Regions from separate parts of the Mus musculus genome. Here all the other regions are linked to region 5. The links are chromatin contacts, called in public Hi-C, HiChIP or PLAC-seq and promoter capture Hi-C maps. All regions are on one chromosome and are shown on one strand. Each heading gives the region's core, a stretch centred on a gene start, on an enhancer-like site or on the middle of the called end of the contact. The rest is flanking DNA. Distances are from core to core; before and after follow the strand shown. Region 1 holds the start of Bri3bp (Bri3 binding protein). Region 2 holds the start of Nupr1l (nuclear protein transcriptional regulator 1 like). Region 3 holds the start of Sumf2 (sulfatase modifying factor 2). Region 4 holds the start of Ubc (ubiquitin C). Region 5 holds the start of Slc15a4 (solute carrier family 15, member 4). Region 6 holds the start of Vkorc1l1 (vitamin K epoxide reductase complex, subunit 1-like 1). Region 7 holds the start of Cct6a (chaperonin containing Tcp1, subunit 6a (zeta)).

Region 1 (3,254 bases), core at 709-3,208, 2.2 Mb before region 5:
TTCCCTTAAGAATTATTACTGAAGGGAGCTGTAGAAATGGCTCAGAGGTTTAGAGCACTGACTGCTCTTCCAGAGGTCCTGAGTTCAATTCCCAGCAACCACATGGTGGCTCACAACCATCTGTAATGGGATCCAATGCCTTCTTCTGGTGTGCCTGAAGACAGCTACAGTGTACTCATATACATAAAATAAATAAATAAATCATTAAAAAAAAGAATTATTACTGTAGAGCCGGGCGGTGGTGGTGTACGCCTTTAATCCCAGCACCTGGGAGGCAGAGGCAGGTGGATTTCTGAGTTTGAGGACAGCCTGGTCTACAGAGTGAGTTCCAGGACAGCCAGGGCTATACAGAGAAACCCTGTCTGGAAAAACAAAACAAAACAAAACAAAACAAAACAAAACAACAACTTCAAAAAAGAATTATTACTGTGAGCCAGGCAGTAATGGTGCACGCCTTTAATCCCAGCATTTGGGAGGCAGAGGCAGGCGCATCTCTGTAGTTCTAAGGCCAATCTGGTCTATAGAGTTTGTTCTGGGATAGCCAGAGCTAACACAGAGAAACCCTGTCTCAAAAAACAAAACAAAAACAAAAACAACAAAACAACAAACAACTAATAACCCAAACAAAAAACTAAGTTGTTGTGTGCATGCGAAAGTCAAAAGAGTAGTATCCCAGTGATAGAAATCAGGTTGTCAGACTGTAGCCGAGTCAGAACCTCAGCTATTTGTAGTTGGAATAACAGACCTGAACCATCACTTAGCTTAGTGAGGGCCTCTTTAAGGGTGGTTATGAGCCACCATGTGGTTGGCTGGGATTTGAACTCAGGGCCTCCGGAAGAGCAGTCAGTGCTCTTAACTGCTGAACCATCTCTCCAGCCCCCCCCCCCCCACTTAGCTTTATATTACCATCATTTTGAATTAAAATGTTACATGATTTCTGTTCTCACCCTGTCTGCCCCCAACCCCTCAAATGTATCTCAGTAAATTAACTGATTAATTAAATTAATCAATTTTTTTTCCAGACAAGATTTCTCTGTGTAGTCTTGGCTGTTCTGGAACTCACTCAGTAGACCAGGCTGGCCTAGACATCACAGAGATCCACCTACCTCTGCCTCCTCTTCCTCTTTTTATTTGAAACAGGGCCCCACTATTTAGGGAAGGTTGTACTGGGACTCAGGGTATAACTTCCTCCCTCAGCCTCTCTAGGGTTGGACAGGAATGCACCAAGATGCCCTGAATACGGTTAATGAGGCTCTTAAATTTTTCAAGTTCATAGTCCTCTGGTCTTCTTGACTGCCATGGAGGGTCATATACAAGAAGCTCAGTAGTTTTTCCTGTAGGGAGCCCTGAATTTTGGATTGTGAGTTCCTCTCATCCCTACACACCTGTAAATTGGGGCTCTAGGGCTTTGCTCCTTTAAGTCCTTGTAAGTGGCGTGGTGCCGGTACTTCCTGACACCAGAACTGACTGGCGGGAACAACTCTAGACACCCTCCCCCCTCCCAATCTCTTTTGATGAGTCCTGCGGAAAACCCCCTGATCCCATCAAATCCTTTATATGGGACTGCTCGATGCTAAATCATTGCTCTGGCCCCCTCCTCTCACATCAGCTCGCCTCCCCTGTCCCATCACTAGCTTCTCCTCTCCAACCACTTTATGGCTCGGAAATGCCATCTGTTCTCAGGAGGGGCCTGAGAACGAAAGAACGCGTGCTCCGCGCCGCCTGCTTTTGGGGTGTGGGGAGGTGACACACCTGTCCTTCAGTGTTTTCAAACGCTTGCAAGGATCCGGCCCCGATCAGGAGTGATCCTGTGCAAGCCCCGCAGGCTCTGCGGTGTGCAGCAGAGTTGATACTATCAGCTTCAAGGGTACAGGGGAGGCGTCCCCTAGGGGCTGCGGGTGGGAGGCGGGGCTTCGTGCGCGGGGCGGGGCGGGGCTGCAAGGCGGGGCGGGGCGACGGCGCGCCCACGCGGTGCGGCCCCGGAGCCCTCTCTGGCCGTGTGCTCCGCCCTCTCCCCCTTTCAGCCCCGCGACCCTCCTCCCCTGGCCGAACATGGGCGCGCGCGCGTCCCAGGAGCCCCGGACCCGGGTCCGGGCCGGGTTGCGGGTGCTGCTGCCGGTTCTGCTTCTGGCGCTGCTGCTGCTGGCGCTGGTGGCTCCTGGAGCGCAGGGGGCTCGGGGCCGCGGGGCTGCGGACAAGAACAGCCACCGGCGCGCGACGAGCAGCTTCTCGCAGAGCGTGAGCAGCCTCTTCGGAGAGGACAACGTGCGCGCGGCTCAGAAGGTGGGCGGCGCGCCCGCGGTCACCTTGCCGGGCCTGGAGACCGTTGGGGGTGGGGGGGGCGATCCGAGCTGGGGACAGTCGCGGCCTGCTGCAGCCCGGACCGAGCGCGGCCCCCGGGTGCGCGTGACGCCCGCGCGCTACCCGCCGCGTCTCAATGGTCGACCACTATGAGCCAGGCACTGGGGACGTCCGGGTCCCCGCGCGGCCCGGCCCCATGGGCCTTCTGCCTTCTTCTACCTCTTGCCTCGGAGATAACTGGGCCGAGTTCTCTTTTCCAGGGAGTGATGGGGTCTGAGCTATTGCTTTAGCAACCTGATCGCCTACTGTGTGTTTGGGGTGGGGGTGGGGAACCTCTTGGTTGGAACCTTTGGTTCAGCTTGGGAGCCTAGGGTCTCCGGGACTGGGATGAGCCCCTCCACCAAGGAGCTCTCCCCCGGCTCCTCCTTGGTACCTACGTTGCGTACACCGTACTGAAAAAAGAGAAGTCAAGATGCACGCGGTTCTTTTGCCTTCCTCTCGTTTCCTCCCTGGTCTCTGGTCTCGGGGTTGTGGAGTCCAGAGAACTTTGGGTCCAAGTTGGGGCGCTCCCTCTTTCCAGCAGGATGAGATTAGGTCGGTGACTTCACTTGATGTGTGTGAGTATGGAGTCCAGAAGTCAACCTCAGGTATTCAACTTAAGGAGTCGTCCACCTTTGTATTTTGAGACAAGTTTTCTTATTCCTCCGAAGTTTGAAGATGAGGCCAAGCTGGCTGGCCAGTGGGCCTCTTCGATCTTCGTGCTCCACTTCCCCAGCATCGGGTTTCAAGCGTTCTTGGGCTTGTCCTAGGGTTATACTGGAACCCAGGTCCTTATAGTTGCACAGGAAGTTCTTTATCGCCATCTCTTCCCAGTCCCAGTGACTAACTTTTAGATATTTTGTATTATGTTTATTTGTTGACTGTATTACGTGTGTGTGTGCGCGCACCTATGT
Region 2 (3,244 bases), core at 5-2,504, 2.3 Mb after region 5:
CCTTGGTGACAAGACAGGAGTGGGGAGTGAGTTCTTTCTGAATTTTTATCTCTGTGTCCTCGGCACAGGAAGGCCGGCATCTCTGGTTGTACAGTATAGAAACAAAAAAGCCTTTTGCTGGCTATAGAGAACAAAGAGCTTCTTTCTAGCTGTATTTTTAAAGATCAGGGAAAACAAGCTTGGGGAAATGTTTTAGGGGTTTACCTTTCAGGGAGAAATGCTTTAAGCCAGGGTCTCACAACATCCATGTGCACACACATTACTTTTACATTTACATGCATTTATTTGTGTGAATGAGTGTTTTGCCTGCTTGTATGTATGCCCCAGGAAGCCAGAAAAGGGCTTCAGGTCCCCTGGGACTGGAGATGTAGACAGTTTTGAGCTACCATGTGAGTGTTGGGAGTAGAACCCAGATCCTCTGCAAGATCATAACCACTAAACCCTCTCCAGCCCCTTGGCTCTAACATGCTACTTGTGATGTTTAGTAAGTCTGTCTTCTTAACTTATGAAGCATGCCTTTGTGTAGATTTGTTGAGGGAATTTCCAGAGATTATAGATTGGAGAGAGACAACCCACCTTGAATGTAGCTGCATCATCAGTAGGCTGGGAACTTGAATAAAAATGGAGGGGGGGGGGTACCAAAAAAAAAAAAAAAAAAAAAACACAAGCAAGATGCTAGAATTCCCCTTTCTTTGCTTCCTAATGGACGAATGCAGATTGAATAAGTAGCCTCAAGATCCTGCCCACCGTGTCTTAGCTGATTGTATTCTCAAACGATGAGCCAAAAAAATAACCTTCCCTAAACAGATTATTGCCAAACATTTGGTTATAACAATGAAATAGTAATGTCGTGAAGAGAATTTTCTTGTCACAAGAACAAAGTTAAAGCAATTCAGCAAGCCAGTTTTCTTTTTGCACAAATGAACCCAAACTAGGCTAGCAAATTCATTTGGCCAGAGCTCCTCGTCTTTTATCGCAGTGTTAGGATTATAGGTGTGTGCACAACCACACCTGACTTATACAGTGATGGGGATGGAACCCAGGCCTTTGTGCATGCTAGCACTCTACTGAGTCACATTCCCCAATTCCGTCCCTTCAGGTTTTAACCAGCGAAACCAGGTTTATTATACTTATTTACAATTCGGACCCCGCGAAGAAACACAATTCCGCATCTGGAACAAAGAAGCATGGAAGCCACGCCCCCTGTGAGGTCACAGAGCGCTCCCTACAGCGGAGCCAATAGGAGCACTGGGTGGGGCATTCCGGCGGAGTGACCAGCGGCGGCGGCGGGCGGAGCGCATCGGCGATGGACCCTCCAACTCGTCCTTCTGTCTCCGGCCCAAGGACTCGAGCCCGCCCGCCGCCGCCGGAGGCGCTGCCCACCGTCGGCTTCGAAGAGGAGGTGTACGACTGCCTGGATTACTACTACCTGCGTGACTTCCCGGCCTCTGGGGCTGGACGCAGCAAGGGCCGGACGCGGCGCGAGCAGCAGCTACGCACCAACTACCCGGTGCCCGGCGGCCACGAGCGCAAGGTGGCGCAGATACTGCTCAACGGGCAGCGCAAGCGGCGCCAGCGCCAGCTGCAACCGCGGCCGCGCACACGCCTGGCCTGAGCACACGCCACGCTTGAGCGGGTATGGGCAGGCGGAGCCCATTGGTGTTGGGTAGGGAGTAGAATGTATATCTCAGGTCGGCCTCGAACTCAGTGTGTAGCAGAGGATTACCTTGGACTCCAGATTGTCCTGCATCCAGCTTCCATGGATGGGCTGGGATGCTAAGACATGAGCCACAATGTCCAATTCTTTTTTTACTCTCTTCTCTTTTCCTTTCCTTTTCTTCTCATTTCTGACACTGTCTCCTAAACTGACCTCGAACTCATCACCCCTCCAGCGTTTACCTTAAAATGCTAAAGTTTCAAGCATGGGCCATGATTCCCTGCTGTGTGGTTTTGTTTTATTGATGATGCCCGTAGCCCAGGATTCCATGGTGTGTAGCAAGCCTCAGCTTCTCTAGTCCTGAGATGACAGGTCTGGCCACCATATTCACCTGTCATCTGCTTCTGAGACTTCCCAGCGTTAATCATAACTGTGCTGGCTCCCGATCCCCGACCCAGGGGTTTCCCGGCTGCTGGTGAAAGTCTCCACCGTTTGGAAGTTTGCAATTGTGTGAGAAAAGTCTACATTGGAAATATAGGGAAATGTCCGAGGAAATCCATCTTGGCAGGGTGGCTCACACCTGTAATCCATCTCCAGCCTCTGTGCTCAGGAGACCGCTGGAATTGGAGGCCAACCAGGAACACTCTTTGAGGCACTGTCCCAAAACAAAACTGCCCCTCCTCCTTGTTTGCTTCCAATTGCTGTAATAAACACCGTGAACTTTTGCTTGCAACTTGGGCAGGAAAGGGGTTGTTTCACCTTAAAGCTTACAGCCCTTCCTGAAGTCAGGGCAGGAACCCAGAGGCAGGAACCGGAAGCACAGTTCCCAGAGGTTCATGTTCAGTTACCTTTCTTGTACCTCCCAGGACTATCAGCCCCGGGTGATACCGCCCACAGTGAGCTGAGCGTTGAGAAAAATCCCCGCACTGACTTGTCTCTGACCAGTCTTACAATAGAGGTATCTTTCCAGATGACTCTAGTTTATGTCGAGTTGACAGAACCAAAACCCAGCAAGCCAGCAGACAGAAACTGGGCATGATAGTGCCCACCTCTATGCCTCTTTGAACTAGCAAAGTGAAAGAGTGGGTCAGAAGTTCAAGGTCAGAGGCTGGAGAGATGGCTCAGCCATTAAGAGCCCTTGCAGCTCTTGCCTTTTAGGATCCCCGCACCTGTATTAGATGCCTCGTTACCGTCCATAGCTCAAGTTCAAGGGGGATCCAACACCCTATTCTGCCCTGTGAGGACGCTGCATGTATATCACACAGACATACGCGCACTTAAACACATAAAAATGAACAAGACATTTAAAAGTTCAAGATTGCTGGGCGGTGGTGGCGCACACCTTTAATCCCAGCACTTGGGAGGCAGGGGCAGGCAGATTTCTGAGTTTGAGGCCAGCCTGGTCTACTGAAGGGCTCCAAAACATCCAGGGCTACACAGAGAAACCCTGTCTCAGGAAAAAAAAAAAAAGTTCGAGACCATTGGCTACATAGTATGGGGCCAGCCTGACCTATAGGAGACAGGAAAGGGGAGGCTGAGAGCACAGTTGAGTTGATAGTTTTCACTTAGTAAGCATAAGACTCTGGG
Region 3 (3,525 bases), core at 248-2,747, 2.2 Mb after region 5:
GGTCTCAATTGGCCCATGTTTTCTGTTTTAGAATTGGTAGGGTTCATAAAATATATGAAAAAAGCCTTTGGTGCTCTTGGTTATTTGCAGGTGAGCCGATGGTGGCTGCAGAGATGGGTGTGTGGGATAACTACTGTGTGAAGAAGCAGCTGCTACACTCCTGGTGAGTGTACACGATCATGGCGGCTCGCGGGCGGGCGGCAGACACAGCAGTTTGGGTTGATAGCTCATCTGTCCTCTCTTCCTCCTTTTCAGTACTGTGATCGCCACCAACATTCTCCTGGTCGACGAGATCATGCGAGCTGGGATGTCCTCTCTGAAGGGTTGAGGCCTGCCTGTGATACTACAGGATGTTGGGGGGAATGGTTATTTTTGTCCAAGCTTCAAGTGATTTGGAAAAAAATTTTCTCTTCCTGATTGGAGAAAAGAAACGGGACATTTGACACCTATTCAAATTATACTGTAAAATTTTATTTTATTTTTGCCTTGAGTATCTGAAGACACTCAAAGCAGCTCTTTTTCAACCCACTGAACAAGATGTTTTAGCTACACCGATACAAAAATTACATAAGATAAGCATGTTGTCTACCCTTGTTCCGTAAGTGTTCTTTGAAAGTTTGTAATGGTTTTCTCCTAAATAAGGCATGGTGACACATGCCTGTAAGCCTAGCCCTTTGGAAATAGTCCGGAATTTCTATGCCAACTCAGGCTACAGGAGACCCCAGGTCGAAAGAATAATTTGTTGTGGATGTATTTGAAATTATCCAGCCAACTCCCTGTTAAACATGTAAGATCCTTGCCAGTGTAAAACACATCTGGGTAATTTATGGGTTTCATAATGTCTAATAAATACTTAAAGAGTGAAGCTACTGGATCATTCACACTTGAAATGACTGAAAATGCTTCAGAAAAGCTAATAAAGCCAAGTTACTCCGTGGAGGCTGGAAGGTCAGAACTCTGCCACCCAACTTCCAGACATGGGAACACAAGAGGCTGAGAGAGTTACACATTTAACAGCCAAAAGGACGGTTGTTGAAGAATAAGGGTTTGGGTGAAACAAGATTTTTTAGGCTATTTTCTATCTTGGTTTTGCATCATACCTGTAACAGCTTATCTCTTTGGTTTTCATGTACTTGATTTTATGTGTGATACTTGGGGAGAGGGGCTGGCTCCGTATTCCACAGTGAGTGAGTGAACAGCTCAACTGAATAGAGGAAAATATCTGGGTGGAGAGTTGGCTCAGCTACGTACTACTGGTTCTCACAGACAGGCAGTTAGTGCCCAGCACCGTGGGCAACTTCTAGCCAGCTGAGACTGCAGCACATTGGACCTGCAAGGGTGTTAACATCACACAAAAGCAGTCAGATAAAATCAGAGTAGGATGGGTGTGGGCCTGTGTTCATTCATGGGCGGGCCTGACAGGCAAGCTCCCAAGGAGCGCCCTGCCATTGGTCACTGAGTCAGTGCGAGTGCGCAGGCGCGAAGAAGCGCCCGAGCAGACGCATGCGCTCTGAGTTCTGGTTCCCCAGCATGGGTTCCTTGCTCCCTCCGGTGTTGCTGCTGTGGCTCCTGTCCTGCCCCAGGCTTCAGCTAGGTCAGTGTGTGGCTCTGTGCCTATATCACCCTTATCCTTGAACACCTGAAAGTGACTGTATCCTGCGCTCTAGATGCTACCCTAACCTCGGAGGGGGTTTGCAGGGTCTCGGGCTACTTGCTGGGGCTGGCCATCATGAAACTGCACTTTTTCTTTTTTTTTTTCTTTTTTTGAAGCAGGGTCTCTTCTGGTATTCAGCCCTGTCTGGGGCGTTGGGAGTAAGGCATTCTGATTTTCCTTTTCTCCATTTCCATGTCTTGAGCTGGTGCACTCGTGTGACTCGTAGCTTTTATTTGTAGAAAGCTTTGAAAGTTAAAGATACGCTTAAGTCACATACATAGTAATCGGATACTCAAAATGTTGTTTAAATGCACCTTTTATCTCTAGTTACTTTTGGATTCAGTTTTTCTTAGGATATTTTATGTGTATGAGTGTTTTGCAACCTCGTATATAGGTGCACCACGAGGGTGTCTGGTGCCGGCGGAGGTCAGGTTGGATCCCTACAACAGAAGAAACATGGTTATAAACCACTGCTTGGGTGCTGGAGACTGAAAACGGAGCGTCTTCGAGAGCAACAGGAGCTCTTATATACTAATATCCTATTTTATTTTATACTTGAGGCAGAGGCTCAACTATGTCGCCTTGTCTGGCCTGGAACATAGACCAGGCTAACCTCAAATTCATAGAGATTCAAGCACTCTCTCAGCTAAGCTACGGCGCAGAGGCCCCTTGTTTAGGGGTTTGGTTTTTTTTTTTGGGGGGGGGTGAGGGTGGGTTATTTATTTATTTAATTATTTATTTATTTATTTTGGTATAAAGGTCTTGACTGTGTAGCCCTAGCTTGTCTTGAGCTTGTGATCTCCAGCGACAGCTTCTTTAGAATTGGGATTATAAGGCATAAAATATGGTCTTAGATTGTAGTTTGTTATGTGACAGAATCTCACTATGTAGACCAGGCTGGCCTCAAATCACAAAGATCCATCAGTTTCTGCCTCTGTATGCTGGGGCTTAGAGGTGTCCACTTTTTATGTATGTGTTTGTGTGCCGTGAGTGTACAGATACTGGCAAAGGACAGAAGATTTAACCTGGTCCTTAAAAAAAATTTAATTTTGGCTTTTAGAGACAGAGTTTCTCTGTGTATCCTTGGCTGTCCTGGACTCATTCTGTAGACCAGACAGGGCTCAAACTCAGAGAAATGCCTGCCTCTACCTTCCAAGTGCTGGGATTAAAGGGCCACCACTGCTCAACCCTAAAAATATTTTTTAAAATGTTAGTTTGTTAAATTACAATCAAACTACAGTTTATATTGCAGCTTGATATTTCATTCCCCTTTAATTTGAGATCTCCCTACTCACTCGGTTTTTTTTGCCCTCTCGGGATTATTCTTGAGATGGGTAGAATTGTATCAGAATGAGAAGAGGGTTAAATATAAGACCCTGAAAAGCAGGGTCTGGTTGCTTATACACCTTTAATCTCTTGAGAGGCAAAGGTAGGTAGATCTCTGTGACTGCCAAGCAAGGCTAGTCCATCTATATAGTGATTTCTTTTCAGGCCAGCCCAGGGTTGGAGTGGGGTGGGAGTAGGGTGACCTTGTCATCAAAAACTAAAATAAGGGAAAAAAGCAACTAATTTTAAAATGAGAAGCTAGGGTCGAGCACCACATAGCATATGTGAGACCCTGGTTTCAATTCCCTGTGACACACACATCAAGTTCTTGAGCCTGGGGCACAGTGCCACATGCCTGCAATCTTAGCATTGGTGAGGCAGAGATGGGAGGGTCCCTGGGGTGAAGGAGCTGTAGAATTGTTTGGGTTGTTTTTTTGTTTTGTTTTGTTTTGTTTTTAAATCAGAAAGATTGCCATGCAGAAAAACCCTATCTCACACAAAAATAAAAAAGTAATATGCACATAAATTATGGGTGTGATTCATTT
Region 4 (3,072 bases), core at 38-2,537, 2.2 Mb before region 5:
GAGACAGTGTAATCCTGCCTCAACTCTCCTTCCCCCAAAAGAACACCAAACTTTTGTCTGAACGATTAAAATTAGTCTGGAGTGGTGGTACTGGCCTTGGACCTCATCACATGGGGTGGTAGAGGCAGAGATTTTGACAGTTTAAAAAAAAACACCCTTGTCGCAGGACAATGGTGGTGCCTTTCGTCCCAACACTTGGGAGGCAGAGGCAGGAGGATTTCTGGGTTCGAGGCCAGCCTGATCTACAGAGTGAGATGCGGGACAGCCAGGACTACATAGAGAAACCGTCTCGAACCCCCCCCCCAAAAGTTTCAGTAGTCATAGTTGTACAGCGACATTCTTAAAACGAAACAGGACAAGAATGGCTCACATTTCCCCTCTGAATTTCCGGTTCCTGTTTACTCTGGAGAGGCTACCGGAGGCCGAGACCCAAACCCTGTCCTACAACCGAGGGAAAGCTAAAGTCAAGATAGTGACGTCACTATCCATTAGGAGGCCACGCAACCCGCGACGTCACAGGGGGCGGCAGGCCAGGCAGGCTGAACCGCCGCCCAACCCCCTTCCGGTCTCGATCGCACTTCCGTCTTTCAGCAAACGAACGGACGAACGCCGGGCCAATCGACCTCTCGGGCCAGCCCAATATCCACGGCTCTCACAGCAGAGGCTCCTACGGCGCGCAACCCTAATTCAGTCCCCACCCCACAGTCTCCGACGTCCCCGGCTTAACCGGAGGGCAGCGGCCTCGCGGGCCTTTTTCCTCCCCCAACCTCGTCCTGCGCGTCAGAGCCCCGCGTCTTCCCCCTCAGGCTTCCATCTGGCCGCCATCTTGCCGCCCAGTCCTCTGCCTCGGGGCAGCCGCGGTCCGCGCGGGCCACGGAAACCAAACGTCTGGGCCGCGGGGCTGCCTCTCGCCCCGTCTCGCCTCCAGCCTCCCGTCCCCGACCGGGTGCGGCGGCTTTCTCCTCACCAGCGGTGGTGGCGGCAGTCCTCACACAGCAGACGGAACTCGCAGTCTCCACGGAACTAGCTGCGGCACGCCCGGCGTCTCTTTATATAGTCACCGAAGCCCCGCCCCCCCCCTTCCGCGCGGTCCCTCCGCGGGCAATGCGGTCAGGGACTACTTTGTAACGCCGGGTCCAGTCTCGGCAGCGAAAGCGACAGGCTAAAACTATCAAGGTACCTCTCTCACGGAGTTGTTTCACGGTGGCGTCCAGAGATTGAGGGGCTTTGTGTGGGAGGGCAGGGCTGTGACCTCGGGCGACTCCGCGGAGGGATCAGCGCGCGTGAGACGATCGGCACGAAAACACGGCTGGGATCACTGAGGCCGGAGCGGGCCTTGGCGCAGGCGCCCTGCGGCTTCGCGGCCTGGCGCCCCTAGTCAGGCCACCACCCCCCACCCCCCCTGTTTTCTTTCCGCGCTAGGGGGACCCAGGGCTTTGGCTCCTGTCACACTGGGATCCCATTGGTGACCTCGCCTCCTCAATCCCCTCATCCCCGGCGGGTCACTATGCCCAGCCCTCACTGTTTTGGCACAGTGACAGGGTGGATGACTGTGCAAATCTCCTAACAAGGAAAATGACAAAGGGTTTTTAATAAATTTAAAAAAAAAAAATACGAAGGAGGGAATCTCTCCCCGATTTGGAAAAACGAATCTGAGTTTGTCAAGGAAAGCAGACAGTCTACACAGTTCTTGAAAACTGTTGGCATTAGATCTGAAGCCCAGCAGAACCTGATCTTTCCAGATTTTTCCTAAACCTTGTGTCCTTGGATTCGAGAAGGTTCTATGTTTTCTATGTGCTTGTCACTAAGTAAAGGTCAAAATTTCCAAATGTTGTTCATATTTGTTGTTCATATTCTGAGACTGAACCCACTGAAGCCCTGATTTTTAAATTTTTGTTGTTCAGATGGGGGTTTCTCTGTGTAGCCCTGCCTGTCCTGGAATATGCTATGTAGACCAGGCTGGTCTCAAGTTTATATAGGTCCTCCTGCCTCTGCCTCCCAAGTATGGTCTACAGATCAAGTTCCAGAATGGCCAGGGCTACACTTGACTTGAAAAACCAAAAACCAAACAAAAAACCCCCACAAAAACAAAAAAGCACAAATGTGCACGTGTAGTACAATGTTCAGATTACAGCAAGCATATATCCCACTTATACGAATCAAATTATTCAGGGTTTTTTTTGTTTTGTTTTGTTTTGTTTTTTTTTTTTTGGTTTTTTGAGACAGGGTTTCTCTGTGTAGCCCTGACTGTCCTGGAACTCACTTTGTAGACCAGGCTGGCCCCGAACTCAGAAATCCACCTGCCTCTGCCTCCAAAGTGCTGGGATTAAAGGCCTGCGCCACCACTGCCCAGCTCAGGTTTTTGAAATGTAAGGCCTAAGACCTTAGAAGGTAAGAATTGAATCCCTGATGGGGAGAGATGGCTCCCCAGTAGGAACAGGTCTTTTTCCAGAGTACATGAATTCAATACCCAGCAACCCTGTCAGGCAGCTAGCTTGTGACTCCAGCTTCAGGAGGGTCCAATGTCCCTAGGGACACTTTCACATACATGTGGCACACACTTAGATGGACACACACTATTAAATGCCTTTAATCTCAGCATTTTTTGAGTTTTTTTGAGACAGGGTTCCTATATGTAGCCCTGGCTGCCCTGGGACTCATGACATAGATCAGGCTGGGTTCTAACTTGCAGTTGATACTCCTGCCTCTACCACCCAGACGCTGAGAATTCAGGCCTGTCTGGCTCCCTGGTTTAGGAATTCATAAACATTCAAGATCAGAGGTATTGTTCAAAATATACTTTAACTGCAGGTGTTGTTCAGAATAGACTTAATTTTCTGTGATTTTTTTCCATGAATCGAGGTCATATGCCACTATAAAATTAAAATGTCATTCTCCGGGTTTCTGGGAAGCCACAGTGATTTCTGAGGCAGAGTTCTGGGCAGGTCAGTTCTTTCTAGAATTCAGACAGAAGTTTGAGGAAGGGAAGAAAACACTGAAGTTGGTTCTAAAGTGATTCTGGCTTCCGGCCACACCATGCTATATTTGGCTGTCGCTTTGCTTCAGCCTCGT
Region 5 (3,237 bases), core at 555-3,054:
TTCCACTGCTTACAAAATACTCTATTTGCATCTGACCACTAGAACTATTCTTGGCATGGGAGTCCCCTAAGAAAGGGAAGCAGAGCAGATGTGGCTCCACAGCTCTGGCTCCCTCCTCATCCCTTGTTCTTGGATGTCAGAGTAGCAGCGAATGATGCTGGTCTTTCCCACCTGCCACACCCTACCCCAAAACTTACTTAAAGCATTAAAGATGGAAACTAAGCGCTTGCCTGTCTCTTGCCCCTAACTTTGTAAAAGGGAAGCTAGGGCAGTGTCAGAGCCTTTGTACATGTCTATCCTCCAAGTCATAACTTCACCCTTTTCTCTTTCAGATCTCAACGCAGATGACTCCACCAACAGAACGTCCCTTCTCCTTAAAACCACAATGGTTACTGCATCACGAATAAATCCCACCTCAACTCTTCCTTACCACCCAGATCATAACTGTTTATACAGCTTTCCCCTATTCCAGTACTTCCACCACCACCCCCCCACACACACACACACAAAGCTCCCCCAGAGCAGAGGGTGGGTGTTGTTCTCTCCCCTCCTACAGTCCCCTACCAGATGCAAGAGCAGATGTGGACAGCGGTGCGCACAGGGGAGGGGAAGGGGCTGTTACTCCCTCTTACTCAGTCCTGGACCTAGTGCCAGGTGTGGAATGGGTTCTACTCATGGGCTTCCTCCCCACACGCATTAGAGGGAGTCTTGCCCTTCCTCCTACCCACTCGGGTGTTGGAGCAGATGGGTTTCCTCCTGCCACTCTCCAAGGGAAGAGCAGGTCTCCTTCCTCACCTCCACTAACAAGGAGGGATCAGAGGCAGGTGGCCTTCTTCTCTGCACTACAAGGGAGATTCCCTGGGTTGGGAAATTCCTCTCCCTCACCTTAACCTTTCTCTAGATCTGAGGCGATGTGGGGTGCAGGTCTATGGGTTGGGAAGCTTGGTGGGCAGCCCTGTGCTTTCCGATCGATTGCGCATAGGTGCAGAGGCAAGTGGGGATGTAGGCTTAGGTGTTTGGGGTGGCTCCTTTTTTCCAATCAGTGGAAGAACCCTGGGGGACAGGAGGTGCAGATGATACACAGGCTACCGTGCCAGTTCCCCCGTGTCCCCAGCGTTGTTAAAGTCAACGCTTAGGTTCGGGTAGCCGTGGTGCGCAGGAGGTGCGGCGGGGGGGGGGGGGGTGGTGGTCCCCAAACCCGGGAAGACCTGAGCGGGTCCGGCTCACCTGATCGGCGCCGAAGGGCGTGATGTTGGCCTTGACCGTGGCCACCCCGAGACCCACGAGCACGAGCCCCGCGAAGGTGGCGGGGGCACAGCGGCGCGCGGCGTTCTCGGGACACGACGCTGACCCGTTGGGGAAGGGCGCCGAGCAGTTGCGCACGAGCTCGGGCCGCGGGTCCCCGCAGAGGAAGGAGCGCGAGCGGGGCGCGGCCAGCAGCGGGAAGGCCAGCAGGCCCAGCAGGTAGAGGGCCAGGCTGAGCAGGATGGCGCGGGCCCGGCCGAGGCGGGCGTCGGCGAGCCAGCCCCCGAACGGCGAGCCCAGATAGGTGAGGCCCATGAAGAGCAGCAGCGCCTGGCTGGCCTGCGCGCCCTCCCAGTCGAACGGCGCGCCATTCAGGAACAGCACCAGGTTGGCCGTGACGCCGTAGAAGGCCGCGCGCTCCAGCAGCTCGGCCAACAGCACCGCCCCGCACGCCGCACGCCGCCCCGCGAACACCGCGGACGCCGCCGACACTGCCGGACGCCGCGAACCCAACAGCGGCGCCCGCTCGCCCTCCATGGCCGGTTCACTGAGGACTCGGTAGCCCAACTCTCGCGAGACAGCGAGTTCCCTCCCTCTCCCGCCGCCGCCTTTTAACTGGGCAAGCTGGGCGGGGGTGGCTGCCGGTTCCGCCCCCGGAAATCCGGCCAAGCGGGCCTTTCACTTGACAGCGGTTTGTTGTTGAGATGCGTGGAGGGATGGTGGTTCCTATGGCTGGAGGGGTTCCACCGGGAAACTGGAACCCTAGACTCCGAGGTTCCGGCCCCAAACTGGGTTCCTAATCCAGGTCACCAGGGTCTAAATCTTCCCTTCTTGCCATCTTCTCAGGACCCAGGCGTCAAGTGTAACAGTCTCGGCCTCCTCTCCCTCTCTTGGTATCTCACTTTTCTGTCTCTTCTTAAAACAAAAATTACTAAAATTTATTTATTTTTGGTTTTTTTCGAGACAGGGTTTCTCGGTGTAGCCCTGGCTGTCCTGGAACTCATTTTGTAGACCAGGCTAGCCTCGAACTCAGAAATCCGCCTGCCTCTGCCTCCCAAGTGCTGGGATTAAAGGCGTGCGCCACTACCGCCCTGCTGCTGCTGCTGCTTCTTCTTCTTCTTCTTCTTCTTCTTCTTATTATTATTATTATTATTTTAAGGACTGAAGAGATAACTCCACAGTTAAGAGCACTGGCTGCTAGTCAGAGGTTCTGGGCTCGATTCCCAGCACCCACCTTGTGTCTCCTAACAATCTGTAACTCTAGTTCCTCGTGGATCCGGCACCTTCTTCTGGCCTCCAGGGCTACTGCACACACACAGGGTGCACAGACCTCCATGAACGCAAAGCATCCATACACATAAAACTAAACACATCTTTAGTGGCACATGCCACTAATCCCAGCTCTTGGGAGGCAGAGGCGGGCGAATCTCTGTGAGTTCGAAACCAGTGTAGTCGACACAGTGAGTTCTGCCAGGGCTGCATAGTGAGACCCTGTCTCAAAAAAAAAAAAAAAAAAAAAAGGAAAGGAAAAAAGAAAAAGAAAGAAAGAAAGGGAAAGAAAAGAAGAAGAGAAAAGAAAAGAAAAGAAAAGAAACTAAAACCAAAACCTTTATTTACAGCCTATAACTGACTCTTAGTCCTGCTGGTAAGTAAGACTGAGTCTTGGAACGTTTGCTTAAAGACTGGACCAGTGAGATGGCTTACCAAGTAAAGGTGCTTGCTACCCGGCCTGGTGATAGCCTGAGTTCTATCCCCCTGCTGGGAGCCCCACACAATGGATAGACAGCAGACACTGCATGTATGTCCACACATACAGACACAGGCAATTAAAAAGAAAAAGTTCTGCTAAGCTAAGCATGACATACTTGAACAAACTCTGTATTGGAATGATAAGGCTAATAAACCATTTGGACTGACTGAGCTGGTAACTCACTGCGCAGTCTGACTGGTACTAACTAATCCGATGGGTCAGTCTCTTCAGGGAAATGGCGA
Region 6 (3,221 bases), core at 696-3,195, 2.3 Mb after region 5:
CCAGCCTAGCTAAGCAAACCACAGATTCCAGATTCAGTGAGATACTCTGTCTCAAGGAGGTAAGTCAGGGACGATTATAGTCAGCGATTTTTTTTTTGTACCCACACATATGTGAACACACACACAAATCAATAATGTCCTTTTTAGAGACTCTGACCCCATCTCTTCCCTCTCTCTCCTTTTTTGGAGGTTTAACCTAGAGCTTTACATGTATTAGTCAAGTATTCTACTGTTGAGCTAAAACTTGTTTTCTTCAACCCCTTACTTTGGGTGGGTGGGATGGAAGCCAGCTGTGTTTTCTGGAGGTGTAAATTGGAGCTGTTGTTACTGCCCAGGGAGGACCTGCAGCCTTCTCACTGCCATAGGAGAGAACCTGAAAGAGGACTCTCAGGGTTTGAGATGACTACAGCCATGCCTCACATCTTAATTTGATCCAAGGTAGAGAGGAAGAGAAAGAGAGAGGGAAAGGTGGAGAGACTGAGCCGGAAGATTCCTGACGCAGAGAAAATGAAAAAAAAAAAACCCCAAACAAAACAAACAGACACCCAGTTTATTAGCTTGCTTAAAGCTGCAAAAAATTGGGGTGATTTGTTATCCAACATTGTATAATTAATTGAAGAACATTACTTATTAATCAAAATCACTAGGTGATGCCCCCAAAGCCTAAGAGCTGCATTGAAGCAAAAGCTAGCAATCTCCATCAACAGCTTGTTTCTTTGTAGACACAGATATCCTTACATGGGTTTTCCTGTCCAGTTTTGACAGCAAGGAAGCTCAGAATCAGTTATGGCTCAATTTTAACAATTTTGCAAGCCTCTATGACCTCCTCACGTTTCGTTTTCTTCTGATTTCCCTTTTTCCAAGTTTTTGAGCTTTTTTTTTAAAGTTCATTTTTATCCTTTTAGTATGGATTATGTTAAAGCCACATCAAATCCAAATTATAGAGAAGTATTCATGAACCCATTTAAAAATAGGTTTTTTTAAATGTAAAAATAGTTTTGCGCATTTAAGAAAAAAGTTTCTCACATGTTGAACACAAGACGCCTGGAGGTGGTGCCTGGGGAAGATCATGTCACACAAACGTGTCTCTGGAGCTCTGGAGCCATTGGTCAGGGACAATTTGGATTGGATAAGAAATATCAAGTGATAACGACGGAAATGTGTGTGTGTGCAGAAAGGCAACTGATTGCTACCAGGAGCCAAGGGCTTGCCCAGTCAAGCATTGTAGTAGTATCTTTGAAATCGATCCCTTGTAACAGACCCTAAGATTAAGCCAAACCACCTCTCGCCTCACCCCTTTCCTAGGCCACACCCCTCATCCTTCCTGGTCACGCCCCTGCCCCATCCAGCACACCAGAGTTTTTGCGCTCCGCCCCTTCCCTTCGCTCCCGCCCCACCTTGTTCCGCCTCCCTTCTGACCGCGCCCTCCAGTGTAACGAACCCCATTTCTCAGCACCACCCTTCACTTGCGCCACGCAACCCTGGCTGCTTACAACCTCCGCCTCTTCCCCGCCCGCGCGCGGTTTTCCCACCCGCCCCTTTAAAATCAAACCACGCCCACCGTCAGCCACGCCCTCCGCATGCGCCGCACCACCTCCCCGCTGTTGCGCGCTCCGCCTCCTCCCTCCACACTTATGAGCGGCTTTCTCGCTCCGCCCCAATTCTGGTCAAGCTCCGCCCCTCCTCAAGCCCTTCCCTCTTTCAGACCCCGCCCTCCGCATGCGCCGCACCGCCTCCCTGGCGGTTGCGCGCTCCGCCCCTCCCTCTGTGTCCGCGCGCGCCTTCCCCGCCCAGTCCGCCTCACTCCTCTCGGGGCGGTTGGGCCGCGCGCCTGTGGGGGCGGGGCCCGGAGGAGGCGACCGAGCCAATGGGGCGCGGCGGTGGTGGCGGCGGCGGCGGCGGCGGCGGAGGCGGTGGCGGCAGCGGCGGCGGCTGGGTCGGGCCCCGACGGGCGGCGGCGTCTGAGGTGGAGGCGGAGGGAGGCGGCGGCGGCGGCGGAGGGGGGAAGATGGCGGCGCCCGTCCTGCTGAGAGTGTCGGTGCCGCGTTGGGAACGGGTGGCCCGGTATGCAGTGTGCGCCGCCGGGATCCTGCTCTCCATCTACGCCTACCACGTGGAGCGGGAGAAGGAGAGGGACCCGGAGCACCGGGCCCTCTGCGACCTGGGGCCCTGGGTGAAGTGCTCCGCCGCCCTGGCCTCCAGGTAGCCCGGCTTGAGTGAGGGGAGCGCGACGCGGGCGGCGGCGGGGGGCGGGGAGCGCGCGGGGAGCTCCGGCCTGAGAGAGCGGGGCCCGGGCCGCGACCCGGACGGCGGTGACCGGGGGGCGGCGGCTGAGGGCAGGCCTCCGGGATGAGGTGGCACAGTGCAGCCGGGAGGGCGCGGGCGCGTCCTGGCCGGTGTGACTTTTCTCCCTGTTGTCGCCGAGAGAGGCGTGTGAAGACCCCCGATGCAGAGATCGGCGAAGCCAGCATTCATCCCCGGGGTCTTGGGACCTCTGCTACCCCGGGGCTATATGTCCGGTGGCTTTTATCACTATCCTCTGGGTTGTTCGGGACAGGTGTTTTCGGTGCTCAGGCCTCTTTGTACTCAGAGTTAAGGAGAATTGGCAGCCTTCTGGAGGCGACAGTGACATTTGCGGGTAGACACGCATTTGACCCTACTCTGGAAGAGGAAGGTACCAGCACTTAACCCTATCTGATTTCTTGGATTTTTCTCCCTTGTGTATTTCACGAAGTGTGCCCAGCAGGGGGAAAATGGCCAGAGTTCGGGTCTACTTTAAGTTTAGAGTAAACGATGAGTACCTTGTGTATAGTGATATTTTAGGTACTACGATGACTGTTATTTTATGAAAGGATCTGAGTTGTGACCCACACTGGCCTGAAACTCATCGGACTATAACCTCTACAGCTATTCCCCTGCCTCAGTCTTTTGAGTAGGGAAATACAAGCATGCACCACCGTGGGTGACTTAGAATGACTTTTACATGTTGCTGATTAGTATTAGCGGAATAATCCGCAAGAGATTAGATTTACGAAACTTTGCTAAGCAGGTTTATTTAAACAATTTTTTGTTTCTTGAAAATACCATCGATTTTTTTTCCTGTTAACATTTTATGTAGTGTGCTAGCTTTTTTTCTTAGAAAAAAGTATTTTACACTTTTAAAAAAGGCTTTTTAAAAAACTGATAGCAGTCATCAAAACCAGCAAAAGTGAAAAGAATTA
Region 7 (3,514 bases), core at 179-2,678, 2.2 Mb after region 5:
TTCATGCCTCGTTATCATCTGCACAGCTTTTGTGGTTTTCAAACCTACAACTCCACTTGAAAACATTACACTAGCATACTTACTGCAGCCAGAAGAGCAGAGGTTTGGGAATAACTAAATGTCAGCCATGTGACTGGTTGTTTCTCTTTCCTTTTTAAATTTCCTGTATTCAGGACCTTTGTACCGGTTAAACCGGCACTCATCCTCTGAGCTACATACCCTATAGTTCTGTTTTCTTTAGACAGGGTCTTCCTATGTAGCCACGGCTGGCCTGGAACTTGCTATGCAGACCAGGCTGGCCTTGAACTCACAGAGATCTGCTTGCCTCCCGTGTTGTGACTATGCCTGGCTCTGTATAGTAGAAGAATAAGAATTTTTCTTTCCTATCAAAATGGCAAAGCCTTCAGTATATATAGCTCAGTGGAATACGTCCAATGGCATTACGAGTTGTCATCTGTGTGGAGAAGTGATTCATATTCATATACATGTTTAAAAATTCAGTACGTATCTATATGTTAAGTGCTCAACATACAGACAGGAAAAACACTTATACGCTTAATATTATTTTCTTTTTAAAAAAATGTTTAAAAGAATGCTTTCAAAGACTGGGCACCACTGTCCAGCCATTAGTTGTTAGTTTTTAGCAGGCTTAGTAGCTCATACCACTTTGGAAGTTGAAGCAGGACTGCTACGAGTTAGAATACCAGTCCGTGTTAGACAGTTCGTGGTCTAGCTGGGACATAGAATGAAACAAGGATTACTATTTGTTTCATTATTTTAAAAAAATTAAAACAAAATCCATTTTAGTTTTCAAGCTGCCTCAATGACCTGGGCCCTAAGAACAGACTGATCCTGAGTCTCCTCAACGCCCATCGCACCACTCCTAAAGCCATCTAGTACTTTCTACCTAGCGTAGTCCTCCCGTCAACCTCCGGGGTCTTAAAACGACCAGGGTACAGGGGAAGGCTCCATTTTCTGTGCTCCCCAATTTACGGATAAAACAGGCAAGGAAAAAAAAAAAATGAACCTGGGAAATCTCGCGAGAGTGTGAGGGAAGCATCCCGGAGTCCAGTAGCTAGAGACACCCTGCAACTAGAGGCCGACGCCTCTGCTTCCTGTCACACCCAGTCGAGTGCAGAGGCCGAAGCATCCCTCACACACGACCTGCAGGGCTTTTCCTGCACCGCGGAGCCGCGCAGCCTCCACGCTGCAAACTCTTAAAAGCGCCGAACCGTGACGCTGGGGGGCGAGCACAACGGAACCTTAAGATCCAGAGTGCCGATGACGGGAGAACCAGTTTCTCAGATGCGCAATGACGTCGCAACTGGGCGTGGTGGGCGGGTCTTAGAGAGACCAGCGTTGGATTAAGCCAATCAGCGGGCGGCAGGAGGGTCGCCACCCAATGGAGGTGCTCTGTGGGCACGCCGGGGGCGGGCCGGGTGCGTAAGACTTTTCGAGAAGACCCCGCAGAGAGCACGTTGTTCTCGGCCTCTCCCGGAGCTAGGCCAGCCATGGCGGCGGTAAAGACCCTAAATCCGAAGGCCGAGGTGGCCCGGGCCCAGGCAGCGCTGGCGGTGAACATCAGCGCGGCTCGGGGCCTGCAGGATGTTCTGAGGACCAACTTGGGGCCTAAGGGCACCATGAAGATGTAAGCCCGGGCTGGCGGGAGGGCGGGCCTGGCGGCTCGATGGCCGCAAACTCGAGTCGCTGCCTCCAGGCCTTCGCGCTAGCGTTTTCTTTCTCCCATGTCTGGGCTGCATCCCATCCAAACCCCCCGAATCCGCGCCTTTCGGGGTTGGCATTTGCACCTATTTCTTATAGAGGAAGAGAGTGGCGTGTGCAACCTTCCCGAACCCAGCCCCGGGCCCCGAGTTTACTGGGATGTAGGAGTAAAGTCCAAATTTCAGGGGATCTGTTTTTGTTACCTCGTTAGCTAGCAAATGAATAAAGTTCACTGAGACATAGCGCTTGGATTTTTTTTTAATTAGTCTTAATTCACTCTCTTTTCTCGCCTCTCGTATCCGTTCCTCAAATTGCGGTTGCTTTGGAGTCGTATATTTCATAGCCTCCTTTGGTTCCCTTTACACCTCATTCTTTTTTGTGGGAATTTTCTTTATGTATTTAGTTGAGATCGGGTCTGACTGATAAGTTACGGCTTGTCTGGAACTCCCTGTGATTCACTTGCCTTCAAGAGGGGATGGGGGATATACATTACCTCCCCTTGGCTGCTTTGTGGAATTCTTACTTGTTTTGTTTTAATTAGAAAAAGTCACATCCTTGCTCATCAATTCCTTCCCATTTGGCAGGCTTGTATCTGGTGCTGGAGACATCAAACTTACTAAAGATGGCAATGTGCTGCTTCATGAAATGGTAAGAGGCTGCCGGGCTGGGTTTAAAAAAAAATTTTTTTTTTTGACCTCTTGCTCCATTTGAGGTGAATAAAATTCTTCATCAGGTCATCATGTCTTTCAGGCAGAAATATAGGAAGTGCTTTAGTGGGTGAGGAACTCTGTCAAATGTGACACATGTGTTTGGATCCTTGGGTTTTTTGTTTGTTTTGGGGGGGTCTACTTTGTAGTCTGGGCTAAAATAAAAAATTGTATAAAAGAATATTGTTATCTCTACTTTAGCTAAATATTGTACCACATAGCTATAATCCCGGCACTCAGCCAGATCTCTTGAGTTCAAAACCAGGTAGAGCTACATAAGCATAGTGAGACCTTGTCTCAAAAACAGGGCAATGGGAAAGAAAACCAAAAAATAAATGCTCATCTTTCCACTCAACTGCAGGAGAAATGAAAATCTTACTTTTGTTTGTTTAAGATAAATCTCACTGTGCAGCCCTGCTTGGCCTCAAACTGGGATTAAAGCTATGCCTCTCACACCGGGCTGTCTTATAGTTATTATTTTTGTCCCAGGGATCATATTAAATTGACCCAACTACCCATTTCCCTCACTTTCAGGTCCTATAGTTCAAACCCTAGTAAAGGGGATGGCTTGAAATCCAAGCAAAATGTAGCCAGCAGTACTGTGCAGTCTTAGTGGAAGGCATTGAAAGAAGCCTGTCCATGTTGTACCCTAGGTAATGGTTTAAGTCATTTAAATAGTTCTTTTTCTACCTACAGCAAATTCAACACCCAACAGCCTCTTTGATAGCAAAAGTGGCTACAGCCCAGGATGACATAACTGGCGATGGCACTACATCCAATGTCCTCATCATCGGGGAGCTGCTCAAACAGGCGGACCTGTACATTTCTGAAGTATGTATGCTTCTTGCTTCTGTGCTCTGTTTGGTGGGCTATTGGTACACAGTGATGTGAAGCTAGCTGAGGGCACACTGTGGAATGGTCGGGCTGCTTAGCTCTGGGAGCCTGTGCCTGTCTGTAACCTGGTCTGAAATGAGTGAAAAAAACCTGCCGACTGTATGTAAATGATTACATGTTTATCATTTACCTGCTAGCCTCAGACTCACAGGAGGTCTGTCTGCCTGTTACTGCTCCTACTGAGCCTATTC

What was found. A called contact is a pair of places that touch in the nucleus more often than the background predicts. HiChIP or PLAC-seq counts read pairs in DNA pulled down with a chosen protein or histone mark. Capture Hi-C pulls out chosen DNA fragments and counts their contacts.
Region 1: a contact with region 5 is called in an H3K27ac HiChIP or PLAC-seq map of epiblast stem cells, with 9 times the contacts expected there. The contact joins the promoter of Bri3bp here to the promoter of Slc15a4 in region 5. A contact is called at or near these places in 4 of 115 datasets of contacts at active chromatin or transcription factors (epiblast stem cells, forebrain, large pre-B cells and 1 more).
Region 2: a contact with region 5 is called in an H3K27ac HiChIP or PLAC-seq map of large pre-B cells, with 5 times the contacts expected there. The contact joins the promoter of Nupr1l here to the promoter of Slc15a4 in region 5. A contact is called at or near these places in 2 of 39 promoter capture datasets (liver and pre-B cells) and 1 of 115 datasets of contacts at active chromatin or transcription factors (large pre-B cells).
Region 3: a contact with region 5 is called in an H3K27ac HiChIP or PLAC-seq map of bone marrow-derived dendritic cells, with 12 times the contacts expected there. The contact joins the promoter of Sumf2 here to the promoter of Slc15a4 in region 5. A contact is called at or near these places in 1 of 39 promoter capture datasets (pre-B cells), 1 of 115 datasets of contacts at active chromatin or transcription factors (bone marrow-derived dendritic cells) and 1 of 9 other capture datasets (pancreatic islet).
Region 4: a Hi-C map of B cells shows a contact between it and region 5, with 6 read pairs. The contact joins the promoter of Ubc here to the promoter of Slc15a4 in region 5. A contact is called at or near these places in 3 of 39 promoter capture datasets (the C10 cell line and pre-B cells) and 1 of 484 Hi-C or Micro-C datasets (B cells).
Region 6: an H3K27ac HiChIP or PLAC-seq map of bone marrow-derived dendritic cells shows a contact between it and region 5, with 5 times the contacts expected there. The contact joins the promoter of Vkorc1l1 here to the promoter of Slc15a4 in region 5. A contact is called at or near these places in 1 of 39 promoter capture datasets (pre-B cells) and 1 of 115 datasets of contacts at active chromatin or transcription factors (bone marrow-derived dendritic cells).
Region 7: a contact with region 5 is called in a promoter capture Hi-C map of adipose tissue, with 2.3 times the contacts expected there. The contact joins the promoter of Cct6a here to the promoter of Slc15a4 in region 5. A contact is called at or near these places in 1 of 484 Hi-C or Micro-C datasets (B cells), 1 of 115 datasets of contacts at active chromatin or transcription factors (bone marrow-derived dendritic cells) and 2 of 9 other capture datasets (adipose tissue and liver).

The regions. Positions count from the first base shown.
Region 1 is chr5:125,439,610-125,442,863 of GRCm38.p6, forward strand. Bri3bp (Bri3 binding protein) reads left to right here and starts at 1,959. Exons shown (of 3, transcript NM_029752.2): 1 at 1,959-2,283. The coding sequence starts at 2,053.
Region 2 is chr5:129,907,286-129,910,529 of GRCm38.p6, forward strand. It overlaps Nupr1l (nuclear protein transcriptional regulator 1 like), which reads left to right and starts at 1,255. Exons shown (of 3, transcript NM_026916.3): 1 at 1,255-1,636. The coding sequence starts at 1,307. The coding sequence ends at 1,615. It also overlaps a transcript of Zbed5 not described here.
Region 3 is chr5:129,845,493-129,849,017 of GRCm38.p6, forward strand. Sumf2 (sulfatase modifying factor 2) reads left to right here and starts at 1,498. Exons shown (of 9, transcript NM_026445.2): 1 at 1,498-1,594. The coding sequence starts at 1,504. It overlaps Cct6a (chaperonin containing Tcp1, subunit 6a (zeta)), which reads left to right. Exons shown (of 13, transcript NM_009838.2): 12 at 91-163; 13 at 256-951. The coding sequence ends at 328.
Region 4 is chr5:125,388,730-125,391,801 of GRCm38.p6, forward strand. It overlaps Ubc (ubiquitin C), which reads right to left and starts at 1,288. Exons shown (of 2, transcript NM_019639.4): 1 at 1,181-1,288.
Region 5 is chr5:127,615,588-127,618,824 of GRCm38.p6, forward strand. It overlaps Slc15a4 (solute carrier family 15, member 4), which reads right to left and starts at 1,805. Exons shown (of 8, transcript NM_133895.1): 1 at 1,228-1,805. The coding sequence starts at 1,782.
Region 6 is chr5:129,940,164-129,943,384 of GRCm38.p6, forward strand. It overlaps Vkorc1l1 (vitamin K epoxide reductase complex, subunit 1-like 1), which reads left to right and starts at 1,946. Exons shown (of 3, transcript NM_027121.4): 1 at 1,946-2,202. The coding sequence starts at 2,009.
Region 7 is chr5:129,785,928-129,789,441 of GRCm38.p6, forward strand. Cct6a (chaperonin containing Tcp1, subunit 6a (zeta)) reads left to right here and starts at 1,429. Exons shown (of 13, transcript NM_009838.2): 1 at 1,429-1,648; 2 at 2,307-2,370; 3 at 3,126-3,260. The coding sequence starts at 1,512. Psph (phosphoserine phosphatase) reads right to left here and starts at 1,326. Exons shown (of 8, transcript NM_133900.4): 1 at 1,028-1,326.